Linked DNA regions of Mus musculus: region 2 is linked to region 1. Evidence: chromatin contacts called from public promoter capture Hi-C data. All regions are on one chromosome and are shown on one strand. Each heading gives the region's core, a stretch centred on a gene start, on an enhancer-like site or on the middle of the called end of the contact. The rest is flanking DNA. Distances are from core to core; before and after follow the strand shown.

Region 1 (3,661 bases), core at 515-3,014:
CTGCCAGCCCAGCACTCGGGTCGCTGAAGCAGGATGGTCATGAATGGTTGTCGCTTGGGCTTCATGGTGAGACTAGATTAAAAATAGAAAAACTAATAAAGACCCACTGGGAGACAGGGGACAGTTGGTCCATGCAACATCAGACTAGACAAGCATGGAGCCATGGTCTTCGGGTATCCAGTTCAGGTAGCAGCGTGGCAGGTTTCCAGGCCAGAGTGCATGTGTACTATGTGACATTTACTCTGTGTCATTAGCAACCTCTATAGGACCACAGCCAGGGCTGTGCTGATGGCTCAGTCAGCAAAGCATGTGTCGTGTAGTTATGAGGACTTGAATTTGGCTCCCAAGAACTCATGGGAAAGAATCGGGGGTGGGGGGCAGGCATCTCTAGGAGGAGCTAGAAACCTATTGCAATGGAAACTTCCAGGAATCTATGAGGTGACCCTAGCTAAGGCTTGTAGCAATGAGGGATATGAAGCCTGAACCAGCCTCTCTCCAGTGGAGGGATTGGGACACAATCCCAGCTGCAAAAACCTTTAACCTACAATTTGTCTGCCTGCAAGATGTGCTGGGGAGAGCCAGGCGTGGTGGTGCACGCCTTTAATCCCAGCACTCGGGAGGCAGAGGCAGGTGGATTTCTGAGTTTGAGGCCAACCTGGTCTACAGAGTGAGTTCCAGGACAGCCAGGGCTACACAGAGAAACCCTGTCTCAAAAAACAAACAAACAAACAAACAAAAAACAAATAAACCAACTAACCCCCCAAAAACCAAAAAAGATGTGCTGGGGTAAATGTGGTGCAGAAATTGTGGAAGTGGCCAACCATGGCTGACCCAGCTTGAGAGGGACCCCACCCCTGACACTGCCTGGAGGGTCAGGAACCACAGGCTGGAAAGCCCAGAGTCCTTAGGAGAGAACTAAAGATGACTGGCAAAAAATTTAAAAAGTCAATGAAATAAATGATTCCTAATGATATTCTGCTATACTCAGAGAGTCATGCCTAGCTCAGCTGTCATCAGAGAGGCTTCCCCCAGGAACTGATGGAAAAGATGCAGAGACCCACAACCAAACTTAGATGAAGCTTGAGGAATCCTGTGGAAGAGGGGGAGGAAGGATTGGAGGAGCCAGAGGGGTCAAGGACACCACAAGCAGAACCACAGAATCAACAAACCTGGGCTCACAGAGATTAACTGCCAATCCGGGACCCTGCATGGGCCTGACCTAGGCCCTCGGCACATATGTTACAATTGTGTAATTTGGTCTTTTTGTGGGACCCCTGTGGTGGGAGCAGGGCCATCTCTGACTCTGCTGCCTGCCTTTGGGACCCTTTCCTCCTGTTTATCGTGAATAGAAGAGGAGGTGCCTAGTGCAACTTGATAAGCAGTGGCTGATATCCAAGGGAGGCCTGCTCTTTTCTGAAGGGAAATGGAAGAAGAGTGGAGGCAGGAGGGGAGGGCAGGGGGAGGGACTGGAAGGAGAGCAGGGAGGGTAAACCATGGTCAGGATGTAAACAAAACAAAAACAAACAAGAAAAACTCTGGGCATGGCAGTACACTTGTGGCCCTGTGGCTGGGAAGGTGGGGACAGAGGACTTTCAGGGCTACTGATGAGCCTGCCTAGGCTAATTGACACACATACACACACACACACACACACACACACACACACACACACACACACACACACACACACAGGACACTACGGGGACAGGCTAAAGTCCACTGCTGCAGCTGACTGCAACCCCCCACATGGCATTTCAAACAGCAGAAACGGAGCTGACCTGAGCGTGGCAGTGTCTGTGGGAAGGTGAGCCTCCAGGACCTTCCCCAGGGCACAGTCATGTGAACTGTTAATCTGGCAAAGAAGGGTGCCTCTTGTTACCTGCAGGAAGGATGGCAGAGAAGGCCAAGGGGGAAAGGCTATGCTGCATTTGTTGGTTTGTTTGTGGGGAGCCTTGCAGTCCTCAGTCCGCGTCCCCCACTCAACCCCTGTCTGTCTGTGTGCACATGTCTGTGTGTATGTGTGAAGGTCAGAGGTCAACCTTAGATGTCACTCCTTAGACTTGTTTTGTTTCGTTTTGTTTTTCCTTTGTTTTGTTTTGTTTTAGTTTTAGTTTTCCCAGCTGTGTGGTTAGGACTCACACCTTTAATCCCAGCACCTGGGAGGCAAGGGCAGATGGCTCTCTCTGAGTTTGAGGCCAGCCTGGTTTACAGGGCAAGGACAACCAGGATAACCAAGACTACACAAAGAAACCCTATCCTAAAAAACCAAAAATAAAAATGAACACCCCAAAAGACACCCCCTGCCAAAAGAAACCAACCCAACAACAAAATGGGGTGTCCTGGTCTTTTCTGGAGTGCGCTCATTTCTCTAGGCTGCATGTTTCCAGCTCTCTAGGGCTACAACCACGTCTTATCACACCTCGTTCTCTCTGCATGGGTTCTGGGGGCCTAACTCTGGTCTTCCTGCTTTACTGACTGTGTTATCTATGCTTATCTTTTTGTTTTTTGTTTTTTTTTTTTTTCTGAGGCAGGGTTTCTCCATGTAGTCATGGCTGTCCTGGAACTCTCTCTGTAGACCAGGCTGGCCTCGAACTCATAGAGATCCACCTGCATCTGCCTCCCAAGTGCTGAGATTAAAGGCGTGCATCGCCACCGACACCTGGCATCTGTAGATTTTAAGATTACGTTTATTTGCTTATTTTTATTGCAGTCATGATTGTGTCTGTGTGTGTCTGTGTCTGTGTGTGTCTGTGTGTGTGTCTGTGTGTGTGTGTATCTGTGTGTGTGAGTCTGTGTGAGTGTGTGTGTGTGTGTCTGTGTGTGTGTATGTGTTTGTGTGTGTGCTCGCATTTGTGTAGGGGTAAATGTTCATGCACATACCATGGCCTGCATGTGTGAAGGCTAGGGGACAACTTGTGTTCTCTTCTTCCACCGTGTAGGTTCTAGGTCCTCAGGCTTAGTGACAAGGATCTTTACCTGCTGAACCATCTAGCCAACCCTCCCACACCCTATATTTCTCTCTTAAAGTTTTCCTGCTATTTCCTGGATCCCAAAGGGGTGGTGCCCCTTACCCAGAAGGAATGAACTTGTGTAGAGAGAAGTTAAGATGACAACAGACAGGGTGGTGAGGAGGATCCACCTCACTATAGGAGCCAAACCCCACAGCTCAAGCTGGCACCCCAAAGCTCAAGCAACATTACCCCAATTCTCCCAGGCACTTCATTTACCCCTGCTGACTCCAGAATCACAGCAACACTCACAGCTGCTTTAATGCATTTTATTGAGGCATAGCAGAGAGCGGCGCCTGCGCAGTGTAGCTACTTGAGTGGAAGGCAGAAGAATTGGGACTCAGGATGGGGAGCAGGAGAGGAAGGCAGGGATGCCACCCAGGCAGGAAGCAGCATGCTGGGAGGAACGGAGGTCATCCTGGATGTGACTCAGAAGTCCTTGGGGACATAGCGGTGGATCCAGTCCAAGTAATAGGTGACCCGGGTGTAGATGCCAGGCCTGTTGGGCTGTGCGCAGTCCTCACCCCAGCTGACCACGCCTGCCTGCAGCCAGGTGTCTTCTACCTTGCAGACCAGAGGTCCTCCGGAGTCGCCCTAGAGAGGATAGGGGTCAGTACTCCTGTAAAGGCTGGGTAGGGGTGGCAGGGTGAGGG
Region 2 (3,661 bases), core at 374-2,873, 100 kb after region 1:
GAATCCCAGAACTCTGGATCACCACTCTTAGGGCCAGAGAGGCTCCAAGCCTCAGTCCTTAGTGTACACCGCTGGGCTTATGTAGATCTTACAGAGTCACCATGGGAGCCACCAGACCACCATGTCCCCACCATAGACCACACCCCTGGGAGGCAACTTCAGACTGGGCCAGAAGCTCCACTGAAGTAGCTGAGTTCTCTGCCCCACAAAGCTCCTTCTCTTCCCACCACCCCCTGACCTGCTCTACTCTTCCGTGATAAGCCAATATCTCATTCCCCTAAAGGACCACCGAGGCCCAGTGAGAAGAAGGGGCTCTCCCTGGGTCACCCTGTTAGGTGATGACAGGAGGACCAATGTTCTGGGTGGCAAGGGCTGCTGTCTGCCTAGGACCTCCAATCCCAGAGACAACATGGGCAACAGGCAACATGAGCAGGGCTGAGACACCTCGTGCTTGCTCTGTGTGGGACACCTCCTTCACAGTCAGGACCTCAGACTGCCTGAGGGCAACTGGGAGGGTCCCTAACTCTTCCCTGAGCGGGGATGGGGTTCCTCTCTCCTGCCACTGGCTAGCGGTACTTACATGCTCATGTCAGGAAGCTGACCTTGTCTTTTGAAGCCAGATAACTTTTTTAGTCTGAAGTTAAGGGTTCCTCTCTCCCACCTGGCTGAGGCATCCGGCTGCTCTATGAGGTAAGGGATGTAAGAGACCCAAATTCAAGTCCAGATCTGGCCCCAGCAGCCAGGAGTACTGAGCCTTGGTTTTCCTTCCATGAAATTCAGGCAACTATTTTCACAGCAGGACCCCATCTGAAGGCACTGAAACCATTTACCACAGTATCCTCCAGGAGCCCTTGCTTTTGTGTCCAGTGTCTGCAATAGTGTCACAAACCAGGGCCATTAAAGTAAGAGAAGTAAGCTTTATTGTGACTTTGGAGGGATCTTTCTCCTGCCTCTCCAGGTCCTGGTGTGGCCACCAGACTCAGGATTCCTCGTCTTCAGGTTCCATGGCTCAACCTTTATCTCCCCTTCTTAGCAATGGGACTTCTCTCTCTGCTAAAAACCTGCCCAGATGTTCCCGGGTGACCCTACCTCAAGAGTCTTAGCTTAATTACACATGCCAAGATCCTGAGTCCAACAAAATAATCTCAGTAGATTAAACAGGTCTAGGATGTGGGTATGCCTCTCAGGAGCCGCCATTCATTCTAAAACAGTCTTAGGCTGAGGGAAGTTACTGGGACTCTTGCCCAGCCATTGTGGCAGTTCAGCTCTGAGTCCAGCCTGGGGCTCCTAGTTAACCAGACCCATTTTGTCCACAGAGATCTGGCCCCATTCAGAAACATCCACAAGTCTGGTGTACAAAGCCTGGTTTGTGGCCTCAGGAAGGGCCTGGAGCTGCACAGGCTTCCCAGGGGAAGCACTCTCAGCTGATGTATATAGATTGCCTTTGTTACCACTTCCTTATAGCTGTATTGAGCGACTGCTGCAGCCACCTGGCAGATGACCTCCTTGCGTTGCCAGAACTGGCGTCTTCTCTGTCTTTTTATTTTGCCTTAGCTGGAACACGGACAGCAGCCTCATCAATGTTTAATGTCTGTGCCAAGACAAGCTTCGAGCTTGCTCTGCGTCCCCAGGGCATGTGTTTTGGCCCAGGGGTTAGGGAACTGGCCATGTTGGTCGCTGTGGGTCCCTGGTACTTTTAAGTCTTCAGGGGAGACTCCAGTCAAGTCTAGGGCCTGCAGGGAAGCCAGAGGGTGATCCAGGAGTCCCAAGGACCATAGAACTACAGGAAAAGGTTGACATGAAATCTACTCAGATAATGTCCCAAACGCCAGACACATTGAATAAACAGCTAAACATTACCCCAGGAGATGGATTTATCAGAGAGGGAAGAAAATATTCTCCATAGAACCAGGCCGACAGCCTGATGTCTGTTCCAATGGATGACTATGAGGACCTGGGACAGAAGCTGACATTGAGATGCTCAATGCTAGGCAGCCTGGAAGGGTTCACAGTCAGACATGGTCTGCTTTCCTCAGACTCAGGATGGGGGAGAATGTGGTCTCTGGGAAATGTCAGCTGTACTTCACAAAGGTTCATGAACTCACACCTCTAGGGCTGGATGTCCTCCAGCTAAGAAATTGAGAAATCCACAGAGAAGTTGATTCCCAGCCAGTGATACCCAAAGCCACAGCAAGTGTGATGTCATAGCTTCTCAGGAACAATCCTCCGGCCAGGCCTGAACTCACAGTACCTGGCAGATGACTTCCTTGGATTGCCAGGACTGGTGTCGGCTCCTTCGTATTCACCATCAACAAGAGCCAGCTGGGCCAAAAATCCCAGCAGCAAATTGAAAATTAGGGAAAAGATGCAAATTAAAATCCCAAGGACAGAAATAAAATACCATGGGGGGGAGGGGTGAACCTTACAGATAATTGGACTACAGTCTTTGAAGTAAAAAAAAAAAATAGAACAAATGGGTCAGTTGGCTAATTGAACACAGCTGATGAGAGAATTAGCGAAGTGGAAGATAAAGAGAGGAAATCACTGGATGCCCCGCAGAGCATGGGAGAGCTGGAAGATATAAAGAAGAGCAGAGAGACCTGGAGCCGGAGGGCTAGGTCTCACGTGCTTCTCGAATGGCCCATCAAAGGTAATTGGGGGTTACCGTGTGATTTTGTAATAGTGCTTTGCTGGGACAGCTTTGTACAGCTGCTCACACACAGTCCCAACTGCCATGATAAACAGTTTTCATACTGAGCCAAAGGAGTTGAAAAGTGCAACAGGCCCCCTAGACCATAAAGTCTACAAAGTTTTCAATCTGGCTCTTTCCAGAAAAAAAAGTTAGCGAGCTGCTCTAGAAGTTCTAGAAAGAAGATAAAGAGCACGTGGAAACCATTGCTGAAGTGAAAGCCGCGAATCTTCCGCAGTCAATGAATCTTCTACGTTCTCAGAGCTGGGAAACAAAATGTGCCCCAAACACCATAAACATGCAGATTCACCAAGGGGAGCTGGGAGCTGAATGCTAATTATTGAGGAAAGCCTGTGACTTTGAGATCATCAGGTGAACCTGGCCCCGGTGTTGCAGTTATGTACTTCTGGCTATTTGGAAGGCTAAAGTTGGAGGATCATGAGTTTAAGGCTTCCCTGAGCCCCTCAGTGAGTCCCTACTTCAAAATAAATAAACAAAGGGCTAGGGATGTAGCTCGTTGGTAGAGCACTTGCCTAGCCTGTGCGAAGCCTGGGTCCAACAGATAAAATAGCCAGTGACTGCACAGCACACAGAGAACCCATTTCCCGCAAATGCAAGGAGAAACCCAGAGGCTTCACACAAGCCAAGAACTCCCTTTTCAAGAGGGAGGCTTCACATGACACTGACAGGGGAAACAGCAAGATGTGTTCTTCAGAGTTGAAAAGGAAGACCTGGAGCCCAGGTGAGCCCAGACACCCACGGAGGCAAAGGCTTGACAGCAGCCTTGCCCAAGTTAACTGACACATTCGATGTACTTTCCATCAAATCCGCAGCAGGTGTTTCTTGGGTTCTGAGAAGATGACCCTATATTTTAGCTGTATGAATAAAGAGCCAAGAGTAGCCAAGCCTTTGAGAAAGAATAGCAAGACTAGAGACCTTCCATCAGATTTTAGGGCTCCATGGTCAAAGCTA

What was found. Capture Hi-C pulls out chosen DNA fragments and counts their contacts.
Region 2: a promoter capture Hi-C map of liver shows a contact between it and region 1. The contact joins two enhancer-like sites. A contact is called at or near these places in 4 of 39 promoter capture datasets (HPC-7-derived erythroid cells, frontonasal cranial neural crest, liver and 1 more), 4 of 484 Hi-C or Micro-C datasets (cortical neurons, embryonic fibroblasts and nephron progenitors), 1 of 115 datasets of contacts at active chromatin or transcription factors (embryonic forebrain) and 3 of 9 other capture datasets (adipose tissue, liver and pancreatic islet).

Annotation. Positions count from the first base shown.
Region 1 is chr17:25,339,982-25,343,642 of GRCm38.p6, forward strand. It overlaps the pseudogene Tpsab1. Among named protein-coding and RNA genes, the nearest start is that of Prss29, 23 kb to the left of the region's middle. Within about 2 kb of position 1,765, at least 9 of the 459 cell types and tissues checked have an H3K27ac peak or open chromatin away from gene starts, as enhancers often do. A contact at or near this core is called in liver, where this site is marked.
Region 2 is chr17:25,443,873-25,447,533 of GRCm38.p6, forward strand. No RefSeq gene overlaps it. Among named protein-coding and RNA genes, the nearest start is that of Cacna1h, 12 kb to the left of the region's middle. Within about 2 kb of position 1,624, at least 10 of the 459 cell types and tissues checked have an H3K27ac peak or open chromatin away from gene starts, as enhancers often do. A contact at or near this core is called in liver, where this site is marked.